Linked DNA regions of Podarcis muralis: region 2 is linked to region 1. A link is a contact called in public Hi-C data. All regions are on one chromosome and are shown on one strand. The core of a region is the stretch at or near the end of the contact, and the rest is flanking DNA. Distances in the headings are between cores, read along the strand shown.

The links. A called contact is a pair of places that touch in the nucleus more often than the background predicts.
Region 2: a Hi-C map of tail shows a contact between it and region 1, with 6 times the contacts expected there. The contact joins the promoter of HS1BP3 here to the promoter of TDRD15 in region 1. A contact is called at or near these places in 2 of 3 Hi-C or Micro-C datasets (blood and tail).

What each region holds. Positions count from the first base shown.
Region 1 is chr3:101,696,185-101,699,921 of rPodMur119.hap1.1, forward strand. It overlaps TDRD15 (tudor domain containing 15), which reads right to left and starts at 1,772. Exons shown (of 5, transcript XM_077926405.1): 1 at 1,641-1,772; 2 at 798-1,262.
Region 2 is chr3:102,062,338-102,066,074 of rPodMur119.hap1.1, forward strand. It overlaps HS1BP3 (HCLS1 binding protein 3), which reads left to right and starts at 2,029. Exons shown (of 8, transcript XR_003705764.2): 1 at 2,029-2,272. TRNAS-AGA (transfer RNA serine (anticodon AGA)) reads left to right here and starts at 1,901; the gene lies at 1,901-1,982.

The DNA.
Region 1 (3,737 bases), core at 522-3,021:
CCAACTTTCTTGGAAAGTCAAGCGGGGCATAGTAAAAGATGGGGAAACAAGGCAATACCGTGTATTTTTTTAAGGGGGGGGGGAGCGAGAAAGGCTGTTTTCAAGCCTCGACTCCCCAAAGCTCTTCGAAAGCAGGGTGGGAAATGGGGCGAAAGCCTTTCCTTTCGCCCGTTTTTACTTTCGCAGTTTCTCCCCTCCCTCCTCCCCAGGTTTCGGGGTGCAACCCCACAATCCCGTTTACCTGGGACCGAATCCGAGGAGGGGGGTGGGCTCCCCCCTCTGAGGAGAGGCACGAAGAAGCGGCGGCCTTTCCAACTACAGCCGCCGGGCTGGGAAGGCGAGGGCAGCAACAGCCCAGGGGAAAGCGGTCCTGAGGGAGGAGGAGGAAACGGCTCGGCGGCGTTTTTCGAGGGGGGAAACGCGGCCCTCGGGGAGAAGAAACCAGAAGCGCCTTACACTGAGAAGGAAGAAGGGCCCCCGCGAGGAGGCCTGAGGGGAAAAGCGCGCCGGGCCGCCCAAGGGCCGCGTGCGCCTCGCGAGGAGGCAGCCGGGCGCGAGGCGGCGAGTCGTTAAACGGCGCGGGAGGAAGCGGGCCTGAGGGACCAAGCGCCGCCGCCGCCGCCTTGACTCCGAAGGAAGGTTAAGAGGCGCGTCAACGGCAAAGGAAGGGGAGGTTAGGCCCGAGGGAACCGTTGGCTCTGCTCTTTCCGGAACGGTTGGCTTGGGGGGGGGGGTTAAGGTGGGCGCCCCCAGGGTTGGCACCTTTGGGGTGGCGTGGGCGGCTTCAGCGTTTTCACCTGGTGCTGAAGTGGGAGCGTTTCCAAGCAAGCCGTCGCCACGTTTTCTCCGGTGGAAATAGGGACGTCCCCTTCCGTCATGGGGTGCTTTTTTCTTTACGATTTATATTCCCACTCGTCTGACTGGGGGGGTCAGTCTGGGCGGCTCCCGACATATATTGAAACATAATAAAACATGAAACATTTTTTTTAAAGCACTTCCCTATGTAGGGTTGCCTTCAGACGGCTCGGAGGTCGGGTAGCGTCCTATCTTCCAACGTTTCTCCGATGAAAAAATGGACGTCCTATCATACCCTCCAACATTTTTCCAGTGAAAATTGGGACGTCCTACTGTAGCCTCCAACATTTCCCCATTGAAAATAGGGACCTCCTATCATACCCTCCAACATTTCCCCATTGAAAATAGGGACCTCCTATCATACCCTCCAACATTTCCCCAATGAAAATAGGGACGTCCTACTATACCTTCCAAGGGACACGGGTGGCGCTGTGGGTAAAAGCCTCAGCGCCTAGGGCTTGCCGATCGCATGGTTGGCGGTTCGAATCCCCACGGCGGGGTGCGCTCCCACTGCTCGGTCTCAGCGCCTGCCAACCTAGCAGTTCGAAAGCACCCCCAGGTGCAAGTAGATAAATAGGGACCGCTTACTAGCGGGAAGGTAAACGGCGTTTCCGTGTGCGGCTCTGGCTCGCCAGATGCAGCTTTGTCACACTGACCACGTGACCCAGAAGTGTCTCCGGACAGCGCTGGCCCCCGGCCTCTTGAGTGAGATGGGCGCACAACCCCAGAGTCTGGCAAGACTGGCCCGTACGGGCAGGGGTACCTTTACCTTTACCTTACTATACCTTCCAACATTTCCCCAATGAAAATACAGGCGGCCTACCATACCATCCAACTGAAAAGTATAGCTATGGTAAAGAGTTCCTTCCCATGTATCTCTAAACTGGAAAACCGTGAAACTGATTGTACTGCCTGAAATTCAGCCCTACTACACTCCATACCACGTTTTGAAGCCTTTCCAGCACAACCACTATAGCAGATAGGGAGGAGCAGTGCTTTTTTCCTTTAAAAAAATGTTTAGGAGTATGTACTCTCATTTCCCTATTCATATTGAAATACTACCCCTCAATGAGGCCAAACTAAGATCGACAAAATGTTTAGGGGTATGCGTACCCCCATGTACGCCTAGAAAAAAGCACTGGGGAGGAGGCATGTACTGCTTCAAGTACAGCCCCATATGGTAGCACAGTGTTAGCCTGTATCAAAATCATATTGGTTTTGAGCATACAGTGGTGCCTCGCAAGACGAAATTAATTCGTTCCGCAAGTCTCTTCGTCTTGCGAGTTTTTCGTCTTGCGATGCACGGTTTCCCATAGGAATGCATTGAAAATCAATTAATGCGTTCCTAGGGAAACCGACTTCAGACCAGGTCCGGGGACAGTCTGTCCCCCGACCTCTTCTGAAGGCTGGGGGGGGGACAAGGGCTTTTCTTCCCACCCCCAGCATTTTAAAAAACCCCGGGACAGCGGAGGACGTCTCCGCTGTCCGGGGCGATTTAAAAGCCCCTGGGAAGGCAGGCAGGGGGGACAAAGACTTTCGCCCCCGCCAGCCTTCAGAAGAGGTCCTGGACCTCTTCTGAAGGCTGGCGGGGGGCGAAAGTCTTTGCTCCCCCCCGCCTGCCTTCAAAAGCTGTCCGGCCCAGGCTTCGCGGACCTCTCCGCAAGCAGCGGCAGCGCTGCCGCTGCTTGCGGACAGGTGCCAGCATGCCGAAGCCTGCGCGTGCTGAGATCAGCGCGCCCAGGCTTCCCGCCCCGCCTCCCGGCATCGGGGCATTGTCCCGATGCCGGGCTGCGGCGGAGGCGTCCCCCCCCCCCGCCGCCCGGGATCGGGGCATCGTCCCGATGCCGGGCGGGGGGGGGAGGCGTTCCCGCCCCCCGCCGCCCGGGATCGGGGCATCGTCCCGATGGCGGGCGGGGGGGGGAGGCGTTCCCGCCCCCCGCCGCCCGGGATCGGGGCATCGTCCCGATGGCGGGCGGCGGGGGGAGGCATTCCCGCCCCGCCGCCCGGGATCGGGGCATCGTCCCGATGGCGCACGGCGGCGGAGGCGTCCCCCCCCCCGCCGCCCGGGATCAGGGCATCGTCCCAATGGCGCGCGGAGGCGTTCCCCCCCCGCCGCCCGGGATCGGGGCATCGTCCCGATGGCGGGCGGCGGGGGGAGGCGTTCCCGCCCCGCCGCCCGGGATCAGGGCATCGTCCCGATGGCGGGCGGCGGGGGGAGGCGTCCCTGCCCCGCCGCCCGGGATCGGGGCATCGTCCCGATGGCGCGCGGTGGCGGAGGCGTTCCCCCCCCGCCCGGGATCGGGGCATCGTCCCGATGGCGGGCGGCGGAGGAGGCGTTCCCGCCCCGCCGCCCGGCATCGGGGCATCGTCCCGATGGCGGGCGGCGGCGGAGGCGTTCCCCCCCCCCCCCCGCCCGGCATCGTGGCATCGTTCCGAAGCCCGGCGGCGGCGGGAGGAGGTGTCCCCGCCCCGCCACCAGGCTTCGGAGGAGGTCCAAGGACAGCGGGGAAGACGCGCTGCGCTTCCCCGCTGTCCCGGAGATTTCCCTATGGGCTGTCGTCTTGCGAAGCAAGCCCATACGGAAATTCGTTTTGCGAAGCGCCTCCAAAACGGAAAACCCTTTCGTCTAGCGGGTTTTCTGTCTTGCGAGGCGTTCGTCTTGCGAGGTACCACTGTACTCTGAGCTGATGGCCACACCTAGCCAGCCAGGCTTTAGAATTGTGCTTGTTCCCTGGAAAGCCTTGCTGTTTGCTTCTTTTTTTTCCCCCGCTGCCTTTTTGTGTGAGAAGCACTGTTCACAAAGTGAGCCTCTTGTTTGTAAAATAAATGGGCTCTGTTTGTTTTTTACTTGCACTGTTATTCTTTCATGTACTAAATTTTTT
Region 2 (3,737 bases), core at 779-3,278, 370 kb after region 1:
TCGGCGCTGGACCTCAGTGTCCGGGCAGAATGGTGGGGGTGGAGACGCTCCTTCAGGCATACTGGGCTGAAGCCATTAAGGTCAGCACCAACACTTTGAATTGTGCTGGGAGCCAATGTAGGTCTTTCAGGACCAGTGTTTTATGGTCTTGGTGGCCACTCCCAGTCGCCAGTCTAGCTGCCGCATTCTGGATTAACTGCAGTTTCCGAGTCACCTTCAAAGGTAGCCCACACAGAGCACATTGCATTTGTCCAAGCGGGAGATAGCCAGAGCATGCACCACTCTGAAAAGACAGTCTGTCGGCAGGTAAGGTCTCAACCTGCGTACCAGATGGAGCTGGTAGACAGCTGCCTTGGGCACAAAACTGACCTGTACCTCCATGGACAGCTGTGAGTCCAAAATGACTCCTAGGCTGCGCACCTGGTTCTTCAGGGGCACAGTTACCCCATTCAGGACCAGGGAGTCCCCCACACCCGCCCGCCCCCTGTCCCCCAAGAACAGTATTTCTGTCTTGTCAGGATTCAACCTCAATCTGTTAGCCACCATCCATCCTCCCACTGCCTCCAGCACTCACCTTCACTGCCTTCACTGGTTCTGATTTAAAGGAGAGGTAGAGCTGGGTATCATCCGCATACTGATGACCACCCAGCCCAAACCCCCTGATGATCTCTCCCAGCGGCTTCATATAAATGTTAAAAATCATGGGGGAGAGGATGGAATCCTGATGGATGCTTTGGTTGAGATTTCTGCATTGCAGGGGGATATCTAGATAATCCTCGATGTCCCTTCCGACTTTCTGGTTCCATGAACACCTAGAGGCCCACACAGTTCCCATCCCTAGTTTAGGGGGCACTGGTGTGCTACACTATGAAATGAAACCTTGCCAAGCATTCTGTTTCAATGTGTATTATTCCAGAAAATATGCTGTCGTTATCCAGAGGGAGCCGGAATATCAATGCATTTATTTTACTACATTATACCTAGGCAGTGCACAAAGGAGATGCTCAAAGCAGCGTCTCTCTCTCTCTCTCTCTCTCTCTCTCTCTCTCTCTCTCTCTCTCTCTCTCTCTCAGCTGCCTCCACTGGCAATCCTGAAGCCAGATCATGATTGCTTAGTCAGTGGAAGGAAGCCCCATTGACTTCGGTGGAATTTAGGCATGCAATCACAGTGTTAATCGCATAATGTTCCCAAACCAGAGGCAAGGCGTTTTGAGGCTGACCTCTCTGAATTCTCTTGCTCCACCATGCCGTCCGCAAACAAGCCACTTCCTCCGGATCCTGGACTAACCCCAAATAATACACTCATCAGGATAAAGTGGCTTGCTTTATCCAAACGCAACGCTTCCAGATCAGCAGCAATACTAAGAAATGAAAGAATGAAAAACCACGCGTGGGCGTAGCCAGGGTTTTTGTTGTGGGGGCGGGGGCGGGGCAGAACCGACATGATTGGTCAGTTAGTTAAGTATTTCTAATGTTTTACTTGACAGGGGGGCGGGCAACTGCCTCCGCCCATGATACCATGGCTTTCAAGGAAGAGGCACAACTACGATATTGCAAAGGGTTTGGTGAACCTTACCCCAGAATCACAACGTAAAGCAAGCTCGCCGTGGCATAATAGTAAACAGCTCCGGGCAAATTGCTCTCCGTGGAGGCGTTTTGGTTTATTCCAACGCAGATTTAAACGTTTTATTGGGACAAGGGGGTTAACTTTCATTTCCTTCTGCAATACAGTATACGAATCGCGATACTGGGGGATTGGACTTGATTACCCTCCAATTTAGGTTCCCTTCCAACTCTACCATTCTATACTGTTAACAACTGTATAAAAATCCTTGAGGAGGAGGAGGTGGGGGAAAGGAGAATTTAAAAAGACTTGTTCAGAAATCCTTCACCACTAGGAGTAGTCGTGGCCGAGTGGTTAAGGCGATGGACTAGAAATCCATTGGGGTCTCCCCGCGCAGGTTCGAATCCTGCCGACTACGGTGCGGATTTATTTTTCAAAGGGCCAAACTTTTAATTGAAGCGCCTCGATCCCAGCAGGGCGGGGGTTTCCCGGAAGAACCAGGATGGGGCCGCCAGAGGCAGCGTAAGCCCAGCTCTTGGGAAGGGAAACTCGTGACACTCCGATCTCCTCCTCCTCCTGTTCGCCAGCCTTGCAACAGCAGCGGCACTTTCGCTGCGCGCAACTCCCAGCAAAGTCTGCGCTGCGCCGGTGGAGCTTTGGCGACGCCATGCAGCCCAGCTCGGGGCCTGCCGTGCTGGTCACCACCAGGTAAGGCGGCTTGCAGTGCGGGGGCCTCGCTTTGCTATGCCTGCCTGCCTCTTGCCGCTTCCCAAAGCGAGGAGGACGCGGGGTTCGGAGAGTTCAGGGGAGCCTTCCTGGCCTCGGGATCCAGATGTGCGCCTTGGGCCCGGCGCAGCAGCTGGCATGGGCTGCCTTTCCGCCTCCTGCCGAGCAGGACGAGCCTCGCTGCCTGCGCCTCCTGCCTCTCCAGTAGCGCCGCTTCCTTCCTTCTCCCCCGCGGCTCCCCTCTTCCCAAAGGGTAGCTGGTGCGTCAGGGCGCACGGGGATCTTTGCGCACCCGTCCGCCTGCTTCGGTTACAAGCAAGTCCAGAGCGCGTGGAACTGGCAGCCAGCTCCCTCCATCTTAGCCTTGGGTGGGTGGGGGGTTAATTTATTGTTCGGTGCATTGGTACCACCCCGCCTTTTTCTCCAAGGAGCTGGAGGGGGCGTGCATTTTATTGTTATTTTATACCGCCCTTCATTCAGGGATCACAGGGCAGTTTGCAATAGAAAAGCACAAAAAAACATTACATAGTAACAAAACAAAATCAGTACCCCCCCCCACTATGGTTCTCCCTCTCATTTAATTATTTATTTCCCCAGTTTATTCAAATGTTACAATACAGCTTTGTCCACTGCCATAATATCTCAGAATGACCGTTCCAATCCTCAGTCCCACATCACTGTTATGTTGGCTCCCCAAATACCCTCAATAGGAACCCAACTACCAATCTGGTTGATTAGTCATTGATGGTATGTGAGGTGTTCTGATAAAAAGGTAAAGGTACCCCTGCCCGTACAGGCCAGTCTTGACAGACTCTGGGGTTGTGCGCTCATCTCACTCAAGAGGCCGGGGGCCAGCGCTGTCCGGAGACACTTCCGGGTCACGTGGCCAGCGTGACAAGCTGCATCTGGCGAGCCAGCGCAGCACACGGAAACGCCGTTTACCTTCCCGGTATAAAGCGGTACCTATTTATCTACTTGCACCCGGGGGTGCTTTCGAACTGCTAGGTGGGCAGGCGCTGGGACCGAACGACGGGAGCACACCCCACCGCGGGGATTCGAACCACCGACCAAGCGATCGGCAAGTCCTAGGCGCTGAGGTTTTACCCACAGCGCCACCCGCATCCCATGAGGTGTTCTGATAGAGCAATGTTATTAACCCAAGCCTCTGTTGGTATATTAGAGGTTTCCTTTCATCATTGACAATAACTAGTCTACTGGTTGAACAGGAAGGAAATTAATTCCTTAGATTTAAAGGTAGAATTTGGGGTCAAATCTAGTGATAATAAGGCAAGTGCCAAATTAAGAGGGATTGATTGCTGGAGGTCAGACATGGACCATGGTACACCCCCACCAAACATGAATATAGGACCCTTGATCTCTACAGCCCTTCCAACATAATGGTGAGCTTGAAGAATTTTATCTTTGCAAGGCATGTGGGGGCCCAATG